Linked DNA regions of Rattus norvegicus: region 1 is linked to region 2. The links are chromatin contacts, called in public Hi-C maps. All regions are on one chromosome and are shown on one strand. The core of a region is the stretch at or near the end of the contact, and the rest is flanking DNA. Distances in the headings are between cores, read along the strand shown.

Region 1 (3,525 bases), core at 907-3,406, 250 kb before region 2:
AAGGAGGAATTCAGGAGCAAAGTATAAGGACCACAGTATTTCCAGAGTGGTTGTACCAGTCTGCAATCCCACCAACAATAGAGAAGTGTTCCTCTTTCTCCTCATCCTCGCCAGCATCTGCTGTCACCTGAGTTTTTGATCTTAGCCATTCTCACTGGTGTGAGGCAGAATCTCAGGGTTGTTTCGATTTGCATTTCTCCGATGACTAAGGATGTTGAACATTTCTTTAGGTACTTCTCAACCATTTGATATTCCTCAGCTGAGAATTCTTTGTTTATACCTCATTTTTTCAAAGGGTTATTTGATTCTCTGGAGTCTAACTTCTTGAGTTCTTTGTATATATTGGATATTAGCCCCTATCGGATGTAGGATTGGTAAAAATCTATAAGGAAAAACATTTTAACACTGTTAATGTTTAGCATTGCCAGCGCAGGTGACCAAGACTGGATTCAGTTAGCATGTAGAAGTGTTCCTGAGTTCTGCAGATAATGAGCTTCCTTTATCAGAGTACAAGCATGAAAAGCTGCCGTTACCTTGTACTCTCTGTTTAGGGAATGTTAAAGCAACTGTTCTTGAAAATACAATGCTCAGGGCTGGGGAGATGGCTCAGTCAATAAGGTGCTTGCTGCACTATCCTGAATACATGACTTTGATCCTTAGCATGCACACTACAAAAAGTCAGGAAGTGATGGGAGAGGAGAAATGACTCCGCAGTTAAGAGCACCTGCTGCGAGCTTCCAGGGACTAAGCCACTACCTAAAGACTATACATGGACTGACCCTGGACTCTGACCTCATAGGTAGCAATGAATATCCTAGTAAGAGCACCAGTGGAAGGGGAAGCCCTGGGTCCTGCTAAGACTGAACCCCCAGTGAACTAGATTGTTCGGGGGAGGGCGGCAATGGGGGGAGGATGGGGAGGGGAACACCCATAAAGAAGGGGAGGGGGAGGGGGATGTTTGCCCAGAAACCGGGAAAGGGAATAACACGTGAAATGTATATAGGAAATACTCAAGTTAATTTAAAAAAAACAAAAAAACAAAAAACAAGAGCACCTGCTGCTTTCGCAGAGGGACCAAGTTAGGCTCCCAGCACCCATATCAAGTGCCTTACAACCACCCATAACTCCAGCTCCAAGGGATCTGGTGCTCCCTTTTGGCCCCTGCATATATCAGCACTCATATGTCTATACACAGACAGGCAGACAGACAGGCACACACAGAGATGCACACATTAAAAATAAAATATAATTTTTTTAAAAGCAAAGAGTGGCAGGACACACCTGTAATTCCAGCAGTGGATAAGTGGAAATAGGTTTTCAAGTTAGCCAATCTAGCTCCATTGGAAAGCACCAGGATCAGTAGGAGACAATGTCTCAAAAATTAATTCATTCATTCATTCGTAAAAATAAAATCTGTCTGTCTGCATGTCTCTGTCTTGGAAAGGATTATTAGTGCTGTGATGAAACAGCATAACAAAAAGCAAGTCAGAGAGGACTTACACTTCCACATCACTGTTCAGCACCAAAGGAAGTCAAGACAAGAACTCAAACAGGGAAAAAACCTGGAGGCTGGAGCTGATGCAGAAGTCGTGAAGGAGCGCTGCTTACTGGCTTGCTCAGCCCGTTTCCTTGTAGAATTCAGAACCACCTGGCCAGGAATGGCCCTACTCACAATGGGCTGGGCCCTCTGCTATCAATCACTAGTTAAGAAAATGCCCTATAGCTTGCCTATAGCCTGATTCTATGAAGACTCATTCTTAATTGAGGTTCCTCCTCTCAAGATGACTGTAGCTTGTGTCAAACTGACATAAAACTACTCATCACACATGTCTGTCTGTCTGTCTATCTGTCTGTCCTTGAACTACTTGTTTCCTAGACATAGACTAAGTGTATCACATAGGTTTTCTCCCATAATCCTAAAACAGTCCTGTAATTATTGTCACCCTCATTGTGTAGATGAGGAAATGAGGCTTAAAGAAATTAATCGGCTTGCCCAAGTTCATGCTGTCAGTGAGTATAGAAACAGAGCCAAAATCAGGTATTTCTGGAACTAAACTGCATGTTCTTAGACAGTTTTCCTGGTGTTGTTCTCATCAGTAATTAGTAGTTTCATGTTCCGAAGCCGCTGTTGGTCCTGGCTTTTCTTGTGCGTCCTATGCTGCCACCCTCTGGTCGCTTTCGAGGAGTTCAGGCTTTTCTTCGGCAATTATTCTCAGCATCTTGCAATCCCTGAACAGAGGGCTGAAATGTGTGTGGATTCCGAGTACATGACTCAAAGATCTCCAGCCTTACAGTATATGCCCCCATTACACCGATGTGATGTGTGAGGGCCACTGAGATTTGAATAAAAATTAATTCATTGACCAAATTGTACTAGTGGAAGATGGATAAATCCAAAGCCAGCCAGCCACGGTGGGACAAGGCTGCTGAAGAGAGTAGAGAGAGCTTGACGCACATGAGGAAGAGACGCTAGATTTAGGACAGAAGAGCTGAGATGGAGAAACATACTCTAAGGCAGCATTTCTCAACCTGCCTAATGCTGAGAGCCTTTTATACAGTTCCCTATGCCGTGCTGATCCCCAACCATTATTTTGTTGCTTCTTCATAACTGCAATTTTGCTAGTTATGAATAGAATCGTAAATATCTAACATGCAGGATATCTGATATGCACCTCCCCAAAGGGGTCATGACCCCCAAGTTGAGAACCACTGCCTAAGGTCACAGGGAAGATATTCAAAAGGGTCAGGAAGGAGCCAATAAAGATGCTCTTCTTAGTCATTCGCTTGCAGAAGGCTGACGACCATAACCTAATGAAAAATGAAACACCTTCACATGTGTAACCATGGGAATAGATCCTGTGCCAATGCCTTGCTGACATCCGGTTTCTTCTGCCAGTCTTCACCTACCAAGCCCCAGGGTGTATGAAGCCTGGTTTTCCCTGTGTAGGAGGTAAAGGCAAGACAAAAGCATGTTTTATCTCTATGGCAAAGTGAGGTAACATCTGATATAGAATGAGCAAAGATTGGCAATTGGAAGCTCTATATTGTGTTCTGACCTCTCTGCCCTCCGAATGTTTGTAAGCCTTGAAGCCAGCCAAGCTGTCAGAGCCATACAGTTCACTCACTTCGGATCGCTTTGTGAGAACAGAACTGTAACACTTAACTGAGGTTAGAATGATGAAGCAGGTGTTCAATGCCTGCTCGACTTCTCAACACTACATGTATCACTTCAATCTATTGTTTCAGTTCAATCGGGATGACTACCTGTTGAAGACCAACCCTGGGCTACAGAGTGAAACCCTGTTTCCAAACCAGCAACACCAAACCCACCAAATCTGTTGACAGAGATGCTATAAAGTGTAGATTTAGCCCTCCCCTAACACTACACTATAGACACTGCTCTAAATGGTCTAACCCATCAATCTGTGAACATACTAAGAAGGTAAGGACTGTCACTAGGCCTGAGAAGCTGAACAATATGCAGGGCCAAACAGAGCTATGAAGCTGTCAGGCTCCTTCCAAATC
Region 2 (3,303 bases), core at 492-2,991:
CTGTCTTCTTTCACTTTGCATAGTACTTTGGAGGTTCACTCACATGATAGCGGGTATCAGTGTCTTACTCTCCTTTGGCTGAGCAATATTCTACTTGTACACACACTCTACACGGCATTCCTCTGTCAACAGACATGTGGCCTGAACTGCCCACCATTCGATAGGAACAGTGCTGCCAGGAACGTTTTGCTCAGTTTTTATTGGGTTATTCCCATGTCAATCATCTCTCAGTGCAGAATTCAGTTCATTGAACACATTCAGAACAGTGTGCAATCATCACTTCCCCGACACAAACTTAACCTTCCTTAGTAATAACTCCCACCCCCTAGCTACCCGGCCCCCACCCAGTGACCTGAATTCTACCTTAGTTCGTCACACATTTGATCCTGCTGGTTCGCACAACAGGAGAATCAGATAAGAACCGTCAGGTGTGTCTGAGCTATTTCATCATATATTCTTATAATAATAAAAAAAAACCACATTTCAGATGCAAAACTGTTAAAAGTTTAACATTGTAATCGAGTGGCAAAGGCCTTACCAGCAACATGTACAAAGCAAGCACCTTTGGCTGGTGTCATTTCACTCAGAAGTTTAATGAGATAGGTTGTTGAAGACGACAAAGACGACTCCCGGGAGACAAACCCCATTGCCACAAACATGGAATTCGGGAGTAACTGTGGCTCCTCAGGCCTCCCTCCCACCTCAGCACCCACTGACAAAGAGGGATCAGTGTCGGGAACAGGACAAGGAGGTGCCAGGAAGATGAAAGAATGGAAAACGTGAACCTGCAGGCTCTGGCTAGGACGGAAACAGAAAGGCAGTGCGGCTGGGTGAGCACCGACACTGTGGGCCGACGAATGAGTATGTCAGGGGTTACACAGGGAAGGAAGGACGGACGTGGGAGCTATGAGAAGGCTGATCCAGTTCATAATGAACATAAAAGAATTGTTTCTCCAGTCCCATTAATAATGGATTATCTTGAACAAGGGCCTTTGTTCCCCGTTTCCCCCTTGCTTCAATAGAATACATAGATAAACAGACTTGGAGCCAAGAGCCACACGGCCCCCATGGCTTCCTAGTTGGTATCTGCTGTGCTTGCCTTCCTACAGCCTCCTGGGCGGGAGGGGAGGATGTGGGGAGGATGAGGCATCACCTCACCTCCAGCCCGGAATCCTCAAACTGAGAAGCGCTAACAGGAACGAGAGTCACATATTCACTACAGTTACAGGCCGCTGTGCCCCAGCTTGACCTCCTCAGACCAGAAGCTGACAAGGCCAAACACAGACTCAGTCTATGCTAACTTAACCATGATTTTCTAGACTATTTCTTTTTTATTTTGTGGAAAACATTGATCTCTATTTTACAGAATAGCCCTTCTTTAAGAAAACATGGTTTTGCTGTTTTTGACAATATGCCTAGACACAGAAAAATCATTTAGTTTTTCTTTTTTTAAAAAAAATATGTATACTTTTTTTTTTTTAAAAATCTACCCAGATTGTTTATTGCAAAACTAAGACCAAGCACAGGGAGCAGAAGGGTTGTAACGCGTCCGTTCCTAAGGGAAATGGGCGCACTAAGATTAAGTGGCACAGATTTGTTTGCACAGCTCGATGGAGGAGTAAACCCGAGCAAACACCACTCCGTGAAAAAGAATATGCTATGCAGAAACTCACAGCTGGTCAAAGCATCTGCGGAGCGATGAGTCACAAGTGGAGCATCTATATCACGCCCTTTCCCAGCGCTCAGGGACCACGTCAGAGCAGTCCCAGAGACTGCAAGTGCCAGAGGCTGGGAAGGAAGGCGCAGGGTGGAAACAGTGTCTTCGGGAGCTGGCAGGATACCTCACTCATGACCTCACAACCACTGTGGTTGCCTGCACAACTCCTGTGCAAGGTCAAGCCAGTCCACATGAGGTGGGAAGGAGTCCCTAAGTCCATCCCTACCTGAGGACCTACAGTTGATGGCTTCTCATGGGAGCGAGTCAGTTTTCTTTAGGGGTGTGGCTTGGGAAAAATTGACCTCGATCTTTGGTGGGCAGCCAGAAACCCAGGAGGATATAGACAGCACAGATTATTGCAAACAAACAATAATAAGACATACAGTTTGGGAGTAGAGAAGTTAGTGGAGATGTGGGAGGAGCTAAGGTGAATATGATCAAAATACATTATATGAGATATGAGAGATGTGTGTGTGTGTGTGTGTGTGTGTGTGTGTGTGTGTGTGTGTGTGTGTGTTTTCCAAGACAGGGCTTCTCTGTGTACCCTGGCTGTCCTGGTGAACTCTCTTATAGACCAGGCTGGCCTTGAACTTACAGAGATCCGCCTGCCTCTGCCTCCCACTGGAATTAGAGGCCTGTGGTACCACACCCACCTGTCATTATGTAAAGTTCTTTTTTCTTAACTTATTTATATATTTACCTCCCCTCCCCTCCCCAGGCCTCTCCTCACAGGGTTCCTCCTCCCATCCTACTTCCCTTTCGCCTCTGAGAGGGTGCCCCTACGTATTAAAGAAATAATAAAAAAAATTTCTTTTGAAAAATACATTACAATATTGGCCTTGGCATCAGAAGTCCAGAAGTTCACCCATCTGCAAACCAAACCTAAGCAAATTCCACCTTTTCCTGAAGGGATTTTCCTTGTCTGATACTAAATAAGACTTATTAAGACATATGTTTTGGCCTTTAGTGGCTTATAATGTAAAACTGAAAGAAAATTTTTTCATACAGATTCACATTGTTACTCTGCCATTTCTCCGGTGCTAGGACAGAAGCATGGCTTCACACTCACTACTCAAGCACGGTGCCTCTGAGCTACATCCCCAGCCCTTTCTCTTGAAATAAAGACATTCTCAAGAGATATTTAAACCGAAATGTGGCATTCATTGACCATGAGCACAAGAAATTCCTACCGAAGCCTAAGCTATTTTTAACTAAGATCTATGTAGAGAAAAACCAAAAGTTTTCACTTTATTGGTTAGAAATAAAAACAATGAACTGGGGTAATTACTGAGAGATGAAAATAGGGTTCTGGAGCCAAGCAGAAATCCGAAATCATCCGAAAGAGTATCTAAAAACATAAAATATACCCTCCCAATTATTTTATTTTTTAAATGTCCAACTTTACCTGTTTCCTTTGCCTAACAAAATTATCTTCATTTGCTACAGGGTCAGAAGACTATAAAAGAAAATATCAAACACTCATTATAAATAATCAAAGAAAACAAATAAGTCAGAAAGTAATAACACCAGTCATTAAGTTTCTAGCACCTATTACTCCAAAAAGGAAAGAAAAAAAAAAACAAAAA

Evidence for each region. A called contact is a pair of places that touch in the nucleus more often than the background predicts.
Region 1: a Hi-C map of Schwann cells shows a contact between it and region 2, with 6 times the contacts expected there. The contact joins two enhancer-like sites. A contact is called at or near these places in 7 of 12 Hi-C or Micro-C datasets (the A7r5 cell line, Schwann cells, frontal cortex and 4 more).

The regions. Positions count from the first base shown.
Region 1 is chr2:207,809,477-207,813,001 of GRCr8, reverse strand. No RefSeq gene overlaps it. Among named protein-coding and RNA genes, the nearest start is that of Palmd, 180 kb to the right of the region's middle. Within about 2 kb of position 2,156, at least 5 of the 93 cell types and tissues checked have an H3K27ac peak or open chromatin away from gene starts, as enhancers often do.
Region 2 is chr2:207,563,254-207,566,556 of GRCr8, reverse strand. It overlaps Frrs1 (ferric-chelate reductase 1), which reads right to left. Exons shown (of 18, transcript NM_001398971.1): 18 at 181-3,303. Among named protein-coding and RNA genes, the nearest start is that of Frrs1, 57 kb to the right of the region's middle. Within about 2 kb of position 1,741, at least 40 of the 93 cell types and tissues checked have an H3K27ac peak or open chromatin away from gene starts, as enhancers often do.